2 separate regions of the Mus musculus genome follow, and region 2 is linked to region 1. A link is a contact called in public Hi-C data. All regions are on one chromosome and are shown on one strand. The core of a region is the stretch at or near the end of the contact, and the rest is flanking DNA. Distances in the headings are between cores, read along the strand shown. Region 1 has its middle 28 kb from the start of Gm25136. Region 2 overlaps Grin2b (glutamate receptor, ionotropic, NMDA2B (epsilon 2)).

Evidence for each region. A called contact is a pair of places that touch in the nucleus more often than the background predicts.
Region 2: a contact with region 1 is called in a Hi-C map of cerebral cortex, with 2.2 times the contacts expected there. The contact joins two enhancer-like sites. A contact is called at or near these places in 4 of 484 Hi-C or Micro-C datasets (cerebral cortex, embryonic stem cells and nephron progenitors) and 2 of 115 datasets of contacts at active chromatin or transcription factors (VIP interneurons and double positive thymocytes).

Annotation. Positions count from the first base shown.
Region 1 is chr6:135,495,421-135,501,767 of GRCm38.p6, forward strand. No RefSeq gene overlaps it. Among named protein-coding and RNA genes, the nearest start is that of Gm25136, 28 kb to the right of the region's middle. Within about 2 kb of position 4,776, at least 5 of the 459 cell types and tissues checked have an H3K27ac peak or open chromatin away from gene starts, as enhancers often do. A contact at or near this core is called in cerebral cortex, where this site is marked.
Region 2 is chr6:135,825,302-135,831,536 of GRCm38.p6, forward strand. The region is part of intron 6 of Grin2b (glutamate receptor, ionotropic, NMDA2B (epsilon 2)); the gene reads right to left. Among named protein-coding and RNA genes, the nearest start is that of Gm14330, 24 kb to the right of the region's middle. Within about 2 kb of position 3,225, at least 17 of the 459 cell types and tissues checked have an H3K27ac peak or open chromatin away from gene starts, as enhancers often do. A contact at or near this core is called in cerebral cortex, where this site is marked.

The DNA of each region.
Region 1 (6,347 bases), core at 3,526-6,025:
TTTCACACCAGTCCATTTCCTCTGCCTGAGTCATTTTCACTTAAGTCCCCTGTTGATTCCCTACCTTAATGCATTCTTCTGAAAATATTTAACTATTCCCCTCCTACTACTTCAGAATTTCCCAGTGTGGAGATTAGTGTGGACAGCCTCTTTAGATTTCTTATACAGATCACATTCAGCAAATTTTTATTTTCTCCTACTGTCTCCTCCTCACCGGATGCAAGTTATTTTGAGTTTGGGAGCATAAAAACTGAGCTCAGATTTAAATTGCCTTGTCGCTTGCTCCATGGGAGAGTGGGGTCGCATGGCTCTCTCTTCTCCTCCATTGTTCTGCTGTGAGCATGCACAAGTCCTTTTGTGAAAAGAGGTTCTGAAATTTTACTGCCAGTAAAGTAAAATAGGAAACGAATAGTAGCGTTTTCAATGTAGGTTTTATTTCCCTGGTGATGTGTGAAGAAATTACTTCAGTAAGGAAGCCAACATCACAGAAGCTTGGGAATCTGTTGACCCTGGGTCCACTGGAGGCCCAAAGAGTATGAAGAGTGAGGGAAAGGGAGGTGGAGCCTCAGAGGGAGTAGAGAGCGAGGGTGAGTGTGGTGTCAGGAAAAGCAGTGCACATTTATCTGTAGAAGGTCTCAGTCCCGAGGGCTTCCTACCAGCTGCAGACAGCTGCTTTCTGTAGTTCTGCTTTTATCTCTGGAGGAAGAAGAAAAGGCAAAGATGCCTTGAACACAAAGATGGAAAGACTAAGGAGGGAGGGTGGGAAAGAAATAAGACCAAAGAGAGAAGGAAATGAAAGAGAAAGCCTCCATAGAACCAAAATAATCATGGCCCAGCAAGAATCCTAGAAGGGACCATGAGTTACCCTGATGTACACTGAGTGAAAATATGTTCTTGGTCATTAGCACAAAGGCTCATTCTTGATTTTCTTCGTTGTGGGGTTCTCAGATGGAGGACATGTTTCTTTGACAGCAAGAAGTCAAAGGTGTTCAGAAGGCGAGCCAATATACCTGGAAGCTACAGGGACACAGGACAGAAGGGAATGTCGGGAGGAGGTGAGAGAATGACAACAGGGACACTCTCTCAGGCCATGGTGTGTGAGGTCCTGTGCATACCAGATGCTCAACCGGTGCTTGTCAGGCTTCATTCCCTTCTCTGAATGTGGATATATTCCTGGTAATGTCAACTGAGCAAGTCATGCATTCTTTCAAAATTGCTGTGGCCAGGGGCTGGATTGATGTTCAGTGGTTAAGAGTACTTGAGGGTACTTGCTCTTGCAGAGGACCTGCATTCTGTTCCCAGCACCCGCATGGCAATTTACAACAGCCTGTAACTCCAGTGCTAGGGGATCCAGCACCCTCTTATGGCTGCAGTGAGCACCAGGCATGTATGCTGTGCACAGACATGTATGCAGTAAATTATTCATACACAGAAAAACATTGAGCAACACCCAGACAATGATAATGAAGGTTGGATGCTGTAGGAGCATGTGTGAGTAAAAGCCTCATACATTAACAGATATGGAGAGCATTGCTTTCCTGAGAGGTGGTAAAGAAGAGGGAATGTTCTAGAGGCTGGCACCAGGAGCATAGATTGGTCAACTGCATTTTAATCGCTTGGAAGGAGAAGCAAGAGAGCTAGCTTGGCATTCCCAACCACTTTGCAGCTATGATACTAGTGAGACAGGCATCATAATGTTCCCACTGGGTTCTCTCCTGAGCTTGGAAACATTAGCAGGAGAGAAAGAAACTGAAGCCAAGGTATCCCAAAGTGTGTATTACCTGGTGTATCGGCAACTGTCCTATTGATGGGCATCAGAGCATGGTGCCTCTATTGAAGAGATGCTGTGACCAAGGGAACTTATAAAAAGAAGGATTGAAGGCCCTGAAGGAACCCCACAGGAAGACCAACTGTGTCAACTGGACCCCTGGGAACTCTCAGAGACTGAGCCACAAACCAAAGAGCATCCACAGGCCAGACCGAGGCCCTAGGCACATAAGTAGCAGAGGGCTGCCTTGCCTGGCCTCAGTGGGAGAGGAAGTGCCTAATCCTGCAGACTTGATGCACCAGGGTAGAGGATACCCAAGGGGGCCCCACCCTCTCAGAGGTGAAATGGGAGGGAGAATGGTGGGGAACTCTGTGAGGGGGTCACTGGGATGGGACAGCATTTGGAATGTAAATAAATTAATAATAAAAAAAAGAACCACTGTAATAAAAACTGTGTGATTCAATTTCCTAGATTGACAGAAGGCTATTATTCCAAAAAGCTACTTTCCCTTAGTGGTTTACTAGAGGACAACTGATATTGAACCACTGAGGGTGTGGCCTGGGGAGGGAGCATTTAACTGACAGCCTGCTTACAGTTTCAGAGGGTGCATTCATAATCATCATGGTGGAAACATGGCAGGAGGGAGGCAGGCATAATAATGGAGTAGTGGTTGAGAACTCTAAAAACTCATATCTGTGGCAGGGAGAGAGAGAGAGAGAAAGAGGGAGCAGGGGATAGATTGGGAAGAGAGAGAGAGAGAGAAAGAGACAGGGAGAGGGAGAGAGGGAGAGAGAGGGAGAACAAGAGAGAGAGCAAGAGCGAGAGAGGGTGAGAGAGTGAGAGAAAAAGAGTGAGAGAGAGGAAGAGAGAGAGAGAGAGAGAGAGAGAGAGAGAGAGAGAGAGAGAGAGAGAGAGAACCACTAACCGGGGACCAAGCATTTGAACATATGAGCTTGTGGGGTCTATTCTCTTTGAGTCACCACACCTGAACTTTTTTGATTTTGGATTCTATTGCTTATTCTTCTAATCAGCCTCTCTCCTCTCACCCTCCTTGACCGCTCTCTCAAGTCAGAAAGAATCCTTTTCTGTTTCTTGCTGCTGAAAAAAAAAATCCCCAAATAACCACAGATGCTCCACTTTCCCTCTCAAATCACTTACTTCACTGCGAAGCCTTGGCCTCTTTAATCTTTCTCCTAATAAATTCCTTTGTATTGGAGATGACGGACATATCCCATCGCTAGGCCAAATGGCAGATCTCACAAGCCTTGGCTTCTTTTGGAGCCCGGGATGAGCTGTCAACTTTGCAGATTCTAGAAATTCTACAAACTTCAGTGGGATGGATGTTCGTGTCATGTGTTGAAGCCACACTATCCAAGCCACACCAAATCCAAGGTTTTGCTATCTTCCTGTCAGATGAGGCTATGGCAAGAAGTCTTCTCTCCGTAGAACATTCTCTGCAAGAACTCGATCCCGGGTCTTGGAGAGATGGATCAGACATTAAGAGCACGTGTTACCCTTGCAGAGGACGGGAGTTCAGTTCTGAGCACCCACTTGACAGCTCATAATCACTTATAAATCCAGTTCATGATCTGATGCCCTCTGCTGGCCTTTGCTGGTACCCTATCCCCCATATGCATGGATGCACATAGACAAGTACACATACATAAAAAGCCGGGCAGTGATGGTGCACACCTTTAGTCCCAGCACTTGGGAGGCAGAGGAAGGCAGATTTCTGAGCTGGAGGCCAGCCTGGTCTACAGAGTGAGTTCAAGGACAGTTAGGGCTATATAGAGAAAAATTTTAAATAAATAAATAAATAAATAAATAAATAAATAAATAAATAAACAAATAAATAAATAAATAAATAAATAAATAAATGAGCTACCCCCACAGGTACCCTACTCTCAAGATTCCAGCCTTTACAATAGTTCATAGAATCTTGTTCGTTAGTCTGATTTGACTTAGGTGCAACCCCGCTTATACAAGCACTAAGATCAGAACAGTTAAGACAGCAACAGGGCAGGAGAAGTGAGGTTTAGTTCTGATGTCTACCATCGAGGATCTTGATCTCACTGGGCAGAAGTTATATTTTGTTTTCTGTGACATGGATTTAATGCCTCCTTCACAGGGTAGATAAAGCCGCCGAGCTCATCCTTGTCAAGGGTCACATAAAACCTGGAAGATAATGAGACATGGCCTCTAGAGTTCCCTGTATGAATGTGCATGTCAAATGCTTGTGCTTAGGAGAACCAATTTTATGAATTCAAAGTAAGGACTGGGGATTTCATAATCCTTAGGCATGTGGGTTCTTGATCTAAGAGCCCAGCTTGTGACCAGCAGGCACAGAAAAAAAGAGCCAAGAGTCTAAAGACAATTGAAAGATGAAGAGCATGATGCTCAGATAAGAAAATAAGAGATGGAGGTAGAAAGGCTGGGAAAAGAGGGGAGGGATGCAGAGGAGAGAGGGAAGGAAAGTAGAGGAGAGAGAGGAGGAGGAGGAAAAGGAGAGAGAGAGGAGGAAATGGAGAGAGGGAAGTGGAACAATAGGAGAGGACAGAAGTAAGTGAGAAAAGAGAAGAAAGCACGAGACATAGAAGGTCATAGCAAGAGGGCATAGCATGGTGGTGCGTGACTGTAATCTCAGCACTCAAGAGATGCCTGCAGAAAGATTGGGAGGGTTCAAGGGTAGCCTGGACTACACAGACTCTGTCTGGAAAATAAACAGTAGATAATCAACCAACCAAACCTAAAACGACAATTCCCCCAAACAAAATATTCAGAGCCAGAGATAAGATGTGAATTTTTAATTTTTTCTGCCTCTGAACTGATAACTCCCGAGTTGTCCTGTGACCTAATGCCAAGGCCAAGGGAATGGAACTGTGGCTACGAAAATCAGAGCTAGCAGCCCACGGAGCTAAAATTTCTACAAGCTAGCAGAGGCTCTCATTAAACACACTTTAATTTCTGTGTGTTCTCTCCACTGTACCTTAAAATAAATGTATTCTTTATGATCTGGAGAGATGCCTTCTCTTCTAATTTGGAAGGAATATAAATGTTGGTAGGATGTCTCTGGAGACAGTTACTACCTATCGTCATTAGAGGAGAATGTAATGAGAGAGTAGGAGATTAACCAGTTAGTTGGGGAATCTACTAAAAAAAAGGGGGAGCTGGTACCTTAGGGCCTCATGTTGAAAATTGTTCCGGTGGAAAAAGGAGACATATTGAGCAGAAAAGGAATGCAAAGGAAAAGAGGATTACCAGAGGAAGTGCTAATCAAACACAACATATAATACTCTTATGGAGACGGCTCAGTGGGTTAAGCATAAGGTATAAGCATAGGAACATGAGGCTGGATTGCCAGCACCCACACAAGAGCCAGCCAGGCAGAACATTGCACATTTACAACCTCAGTGCTGGGAAGGAGGCAGCAGGTAGTATCTTGAGGAGGGGTGGATACAAGAATATCCCAAGGCCAGTCTAGCCGAGGTCACCAGCCTCAGGTTCAAGGAGAGTTCCTGACTCTCAAACTAATGTGAAGAAACAATTAAGGAGGATTCTAACCACCATAATTGCCTACTCTGGAAAGAGCACCCCTTGTTCTCACTCCCTCCCCCCATCATTCTCTCTGTCTTTCTCTCTGTCTCCCTTCTCTCTCCCTCTCCTCCCCTCTCCCTCCCCCTCCCCCTCTTTCTGTGTGCCTATTTTAAACAATATTGCTGCCATTTCTATTGATTTGTTTATTATTATTCACTCACATAGTACACTCATTTAAAGGTTTTTATTATTCCAAACTCAGCGTCTGGACCAGATTCAGAAATCCAAGAGTTAAACTGGCGGCAGCTGCATCTATGTTCCTCACATCTCTGAGCTGTGCAGGACACATCCCTAGATGATAACAGTGGTACTGAAGCCCATCCCCGAGCTGAAAACTGTCACCGGGCTCTTTCTCGGGTTCCCCTGCCTACAGAGCATGTTAGGTCTCTCCAGCGTAATGAAATGTCACCTTTTCATACTGTATAATCAAATAATTGCTTAAAGTAAAGCAGAGAATGTGAAAGGTGGCAGTGTTTATAACTTGGAGCGTAATTCATTGTGATGCTTAGACTCCTGTCTCCTGCTTGGTCGGAGATGTCACCTTGCAGGACGTGTAACCTTTCCCTACCCCACACTTCACCAGTTAACAGCAAACTTCCCTTTATCTGGAGCATCTGGAGATGGGTGCTTTGTATTTCCAGATTTTGGGTTAAATAGCTGTTGACACGTAATCTCATTTTCCAAAGGATGTAAAGTTCACCCTCTCTGGCTGGTGGTGATGCTTTCCGACCGTTCTGTTCCTGGTACCTTTCTCTGGGTTAACCCTTTTGAAGAGTGACTTATTTCCCCCAACTCAAACCCTCCATAGGCAATAGGATGACATCATCCCACGGTCCCGTTCACCCATGCTTACCTAACACTCGTGCCTTTCACCCGTGCTCTTGGCTTTGGCCCACAGTGGTTCTTCTTTCCACAGAGCCTGTGCTGCACATTCAATGTCATCTCTCAGTTTTTGGTACTCAGTCAATTCTCTTCTCTTTGTGGA
Region 2 (6,235 bases), core at 1,975-4,474, 330 kb after region 1:
CTCCTTAAAGCTGCTGGTCATTGCACAAGGCTTTCCTCCTACCCCTTGCAGGACAGTTTCTCCCTTTCCTCTGACAATTCTACCATCTTCTCATGACCTCAGGCAGAGTCTTTAGCTCATACATGCCCTTGATCCTCTCTTCCCTGGGTCTTTACCCATCTACTTACTGGCTTTTAGTTACTTTTACGGAGAACAACCCCAAATCTGCACTTTTGTGGCATCTTCCCAACAGAATAATAAATGTATATAAATTTATATTTCTTTTTTTTCCCTTCTCGACAATGACTCAGCTTTAAGACACTTAAAATAGAATCCATATAATCTCTTCCCTTGCACTGACTCCCGTCTCATTTGGATCCAAGTGCCCCGTGCTCATCCTGGCGTCCAGAGCTCGGGCTTTGTCTCTTCTGATATGGTCCTGATTCGTTCTCCCTGATCCTCGTCTCTGCTCCCTATGCCCAGTGTTTGTCCATGGGTCCTAGATAACGAGAGTGGTCATCTCAGTCCCTCAAAGCTAGTAGATACATACTCTAAATAAAAGCCATAATTACATCTGGTTTTCTCATGACTCCATAGTTTCTGATTGCTTCTTGAGTTTTCATCCAGGCTCTCTTTGCCTTTAATGGCCTCCAGGGCCAATGGTTCTTTAAAGGTCATTCTCTAGTCTCTTGTTTGTACCTACCATTAGGACAAGTCAGAAAGCCTATTATCCTATGAATAAAAACACACTTCACCTTCCATTACCTCTGGCTGTAATAGTACTCTCTATCCATTGTGACCTGCCTCATGAAGACCAATTTAAAATCATAGTCTCAAATCCTTCCACAATTTTAAAATCAGAAATGTCATTTTATTCTCTAAATCCTTTTCATTTATTATCTATGACTTTGTGAAATTTTCACCACAAAATGCATTCGAAGAAAACACTTTATTTATTTATTTATTTATTTATTTATTTATTTATTTATTTATTTATTTATTTATTTATTTTTTGGTTTTTTGAGACAGGGTTTCTCTCTGTAGCCCTGACTGTCCTGGAACTCACTCTGTAGACCAGGCTGGCCATGTACTTAGAAATCTGCCTGCCTCTGCCTCCCAAGGGCTGGGATTAAAGGCGTGTGCCCGGCTACTTTTTTTTTTAAATCATAGTTTTCATGGGCCAGAAATCCAGGTGCAGCCTGGCTGGATCCGCAGGTTGGACGTTGTAACTAAACCCACAGTCAGATTTTTGGGCGGCTTGGAAAATGGCACCTGGCAGGCCCCAGATCCTTGTTGGCTGTTGGTCAGAGACCAGAGCTCTTCCTCATGTGAGAGAGCTTTTCTGCAACAGTATGGTGAGCTTTCTTCAGATCAAGGAATATGAGACGGAGAAAGAGTAATCCAAGAGAGGAGTTCATCGTACAAGTTCATCTCAAAAGCAGCAGCACACCATCTCTTCTGGCTTATCCCATGCCTGCTACTCTAAGCTCCGCCCCCATCTCTTCTGGCTTATCCCATGCCTGCATCTCTAAGCTCCGCCACCATCTCTTCTGGCTTATCCCATGCCTGCATCTCTAAGCTCCGCCCCCATCTCTTCTGGCTTATCCCATGCCTGCATCTCTAAGCTCCGCCCCCATCTCTTCTGGCTTATCCCATGCCTGTATCTCTAAGCTCCGCCCCCATCCCTTCTGGCTTATCCCATTCCTGCATCTCCAAGCTCCGCCCCCATCTCTTCTGGCTTAGCCCATGCCTGCATCTCTAAGCTACGCCCCCATCTCTTCTGGCTTATCCCATTCCTGCATCTCCAAGCTCCGCCCACACTTGGAAGCAGGCTGAGCTAGAACTTTGGTAAGAGCAGGGGCCATGTCCAGGGAGTATCTCATTGCAGCATGCTCCTCATAGTCTTCCCTGCCTCTTGACCTTCTTATCCCTTCTGCTAAGTGCACACAGTCCTTGAGAGAGAGAGAGTGAGCTGTCACATTCGCCTTGATTTTTCTCTTAGCCTCTGATGCAGGGGTCTCTATGACTGAGTCCTTCACCTATGTCTGCGGACTTAGACTAAAGCTGACTGCATGCTGACAGCACAGGGGGGTAAAGGCCAGACTCTCACAGACTGCAGAAAAGCCAGTCGGGATGGATTTGTCTGTGCTCTGAAATGTGGCTACATGATCCTTGTGGTTCTCTGAAGAACCAGTTCCACTCTGAGATGGAATGCTTCTAACTTCAGGAGTAGGATGTGGGAGAATCTAAAATGCCACTTTCCTGGAACAGAGAGAGACTAGGCCCTCCCCTCACATCCTTATTTAGAACTTGCACAAATATACAAGCAATTAATGCCATTACCTTCTTCCTTTCTATCTGGAGCGCTGAACTAACACACTCTCTCTCTCTCTCTCTCTCTCTCTCTCTCTCTCTCTCTCTCTCTCTCTCTCTCTCTCTCTCTCCCTTCCTCCCTTAATCGCTGTCAGTTTTTTTTTTTTCATTTTACATTTAAGATGTGACGGCATTTTCCTATTCTAAGGGGAGTGGGGTTTTTGTTTTTATTTATTTTTCTGTTGTTTGTCTGTTTGTTTTTAATTCTACACTTCTTTCTCTTACTCCCCACCAACATACCTTTTTGAGCCCTCCTTACTCTTGGTTGAAGCCTTCTCCTCTGGGCCCACTGGTACTTTTGGATCACTCCAAATCCTCTTGCAACGCTTTAAGGTGTTAAATGGTGGCATATTGTTTCTATATTTTGTTGCCTGAGAAATAGAGGGGCCTTCACCCAGTGTCTATTGTTTTCTAAGGTGAAATGGGAGACTTAGTGTATTACAGACTGAGGTGGTTCAGACTTCGAAGACATAGCACAGAAGTCTCAGTCGCCCTCTAGAGACCTCAAGATGAACTGCAGGGAGGCACCAAAAGGCCAGATAAACTGGGTACCCCTTAATCCCAGTGTGCCCTTTCCCAAGGCACACATTTTAGCTCTTAAACAAGGAATGGGTGCTTTCTGAAATCTTCTCTGTTCTTGGAGATGACTCTCCAGTGTCTCCAGGGGTGGAAATGGAGAACGTGTAGTGCAGCCAAAGGAGACTGCTCTCCTTAGCTCCAGAAGGGCGATAGTCCGCTGCTGCTGCTGCTCTCTCTGATATTTAGAAGATTCTGAAATCCAGAATTCTACAGAAATCTGAATCCTTAAGTGCTAGGAGCCAATTTAACCTTTAGATGTCCCATCTTTCCTATAGGACACACAGATCACATCTATGATCTAAAAACAGACAGAGAACTTCCTGTTTTATATCCATCTGCACCACGTCCCTGTGTAAGGTCACATTGGGATGCTACAGGGTCAAGTGAGGACAAGTAAAAAAGTGACATAATTGCCATAATTAACAGTCAGGAAAGAAAGCCAAAAGATGTCATGTTCGCTTATGACAGCAGATTAGAGAGGCAACTTACCATACATAGCTCGTAGTGAACAATGAACATTCATGCTTTGTTGGGAAACGCAAGCATAAATATTGAAATGGTTACAAAAATTCATCTCATTCTCTATGGGCTAGCCACAGCATAACAACAAAAGGAGATCAAATATTAACACCACATTGCTCCGTTCCATGGGTAGGAATGTGCCTGAAGTCTCGGCACAACAGCTTTATAAAATTTCAGCAGAGGGTCTATCGGCATAATTTTAAAAAATTAAATGTTTACTTGAAGTCAGTCATGGTTTAAACTTTCCCCAAATAATGTTTCACAATTGGTACACATACAAGTAGCAACTTTCTCTATGAATAATCGCATTTCCAGGAGGCCCTTTGAGGCTGGGACCATATGGCTCAGAGCCACCGCATCCTGGCTCACGGTTCCCAGAGCACTTGGTATTATATTCATTCATTTGCTCATGTGTTAGCTCCCTAGCCCCGCCCACCAGGAAATGAGCTCCCTGAAGCCAGGGAAGGGGTCAGTTTTGTTCAAAACTGCCCTCCCCTGGTCTCTGCCAATCCCTAGAAGAGTGCTTGGTGCATTCATCTTCTGTGGGCCACTTAGAGTCTCCTAGAGCCACTGGGACAGGTCTTAACTCTTTCCTGCTGGGCTGATGGCTTTCTTCTCTCCTTTATGAAAGGATAAAGATTTGGTCTTCTTTTAAAGCTTAATGGCTGGGAGATAAAATGAGAGTAGGGGACAGAAGCAGCGCAGCAGCTTAAGTATCTATTAAACAGATACTTCCCCCCGGGAAAAGAAATGTCTGTTATAAACCATCCCTGGGTTTTATAGGTTAAGCCTCGGATGACCGGACTTCATCTCTAGAGCTTCCTGGTAGAATCTGAGAGTTAGCACTCCCCAGAGGTTCCAGGGTGGAGCCAAAGCTCATGCCCAGTCACACTGTGGGAATGTTAATGTCTGTGGGCCACAAAACACTATGTACGTATCAGGTGTTGCTGTAACTCAGTCTCCCTCTTCGCCAACATTTCCTTTATATGCAACCCTGAATCTGGCTTTGTCTTTTATCATTAAACAATGTTCTCCTGTGGAAGGAATTCCTTTATGGTTATAAGCCGGTCTATCCACCGCAGATGGAAGAAGCCATAAAGGGGAGTCCTTTATGACCAACCACAAAGTTGTGGTTTATTACAATGAAACAGGATCCAAGTATATCAAAGAGCACAAGGACACGCTCTGAGGTTTCATAAATAGGTGTGCCTCCTTATGTGCTTCGGCTGCTATTGAAAGGCTACTGAGAGGCCACAGAATGCTTAGTCTAAACAGTATTTCCAATACTCCCGTGACTCTGTGTAGCCCTCGGACTGCTGGAGACTTGATCTGCCATGATCTTGCTACTCATTAGTATTTGAACTGTGAAAGTCCATGAGCAAAAAGTCATATCAAACCTAGGTCCTCAAAAATACTAGACAAGTGATCAATCCCTCAACTATATCCTGTTTCCCAGAAGTCATCTCAGAATGACAGGAGAAAGGATGCTCATTATCAATTTGGGGGTTTGTTTGTTTGTTTGTTTGTTTGTTTTGAGACAGGGTCTCAAGTAACCTATGTTGGCATGGAATGTGCTACATACCCAAGGATGACCTTGGACTGCTGATCTTCTGGCTTCTGCCTCTCAAATGTGGAGAATAGAGCCACATGTCCTCATGGTGGCTTGTTCAGTCATCATCAAGTACATGAACAATTTCATTTGCTGCTTCCTAGCTTTGGTCTTGGTTCAAGACCAAATTGAATTTGTTCTTAGTGTGTGTTTCTATGTGTATAAGGGGTCATTTTCTTCTTTTCTAGAATCTGATTCAGTTGTATCATTTGTTTAAACTGTGTTCAAATGCAATCATAGTGGACACATTTATGATAAACCTTGGTACATGACAGGTACTATATTAAGAATTTCCCATGAACTAAAACTCATTTGATGCTTACAGCAACAATTTAAAGGAAGGCACTGTTACTCTCCCCATTTGATAGATGAAGAAACTGAGGTACAAAAAAGATGGACCAGAGAGAGATCCCAGGGATATTGAGGGAGGTTGGTTGTAATTATCCTGGAATGTAGTCTGAGTGGAGAGAGGTGAGGGCTGGGAAAGGAAGGCAGAGCGGGCCAGCTTTGAATGTTGTGACCTGGACACTGCAGTGAGAAGCAGGGCCGGCCTAGTTCTAGTTGCTCTCATGTGTATGTGGTGTTCCTATGTGGGCCTGTGAGTCTGAGTGTGAAGGCCAGAGATGAAGCTTGGGGATACTCTTTCATGATTTCCCAGCTTAGCTTTTGATATTGGGTCTCCCATTAAACATGGCCCTTGCCAACTTGCCAACTTAGCTAGACTCTCTGGCCAAAGAGCTGTAGGGGTTCACCTGTCCCCACTGATCCACCTACCTACCTAGTGCTGGACACACACACAAAGATGCTAGGACCATCCTGTTTTGTGGGTTTCAGGCATCCAAATTCAGTTCCTTCTGATTTGTGCAACCAGCATAACATTTTTTGTGCACTGAGCCACCCACTGCAACGCTTTTGCAATGTAGGTGTACCAACTATACTGCTTAGAGTTTAAGCATTGAAATACTGTCCTCCTTAAAATGCCATATATATTAAAATTTTTCATATCATACTGTAAATATGAGCTATGTTATTTGCTTAAAGTGAAAGACAGATATCTAAATAGATAAATGATTATTGAAATTAAAAATTCCCATCCCTGTTAAATTAACTAATGTCGAGCATCTGAAGCCCACAGCTCAGGAAATACCGATATAGCAATGATGAATCACCACT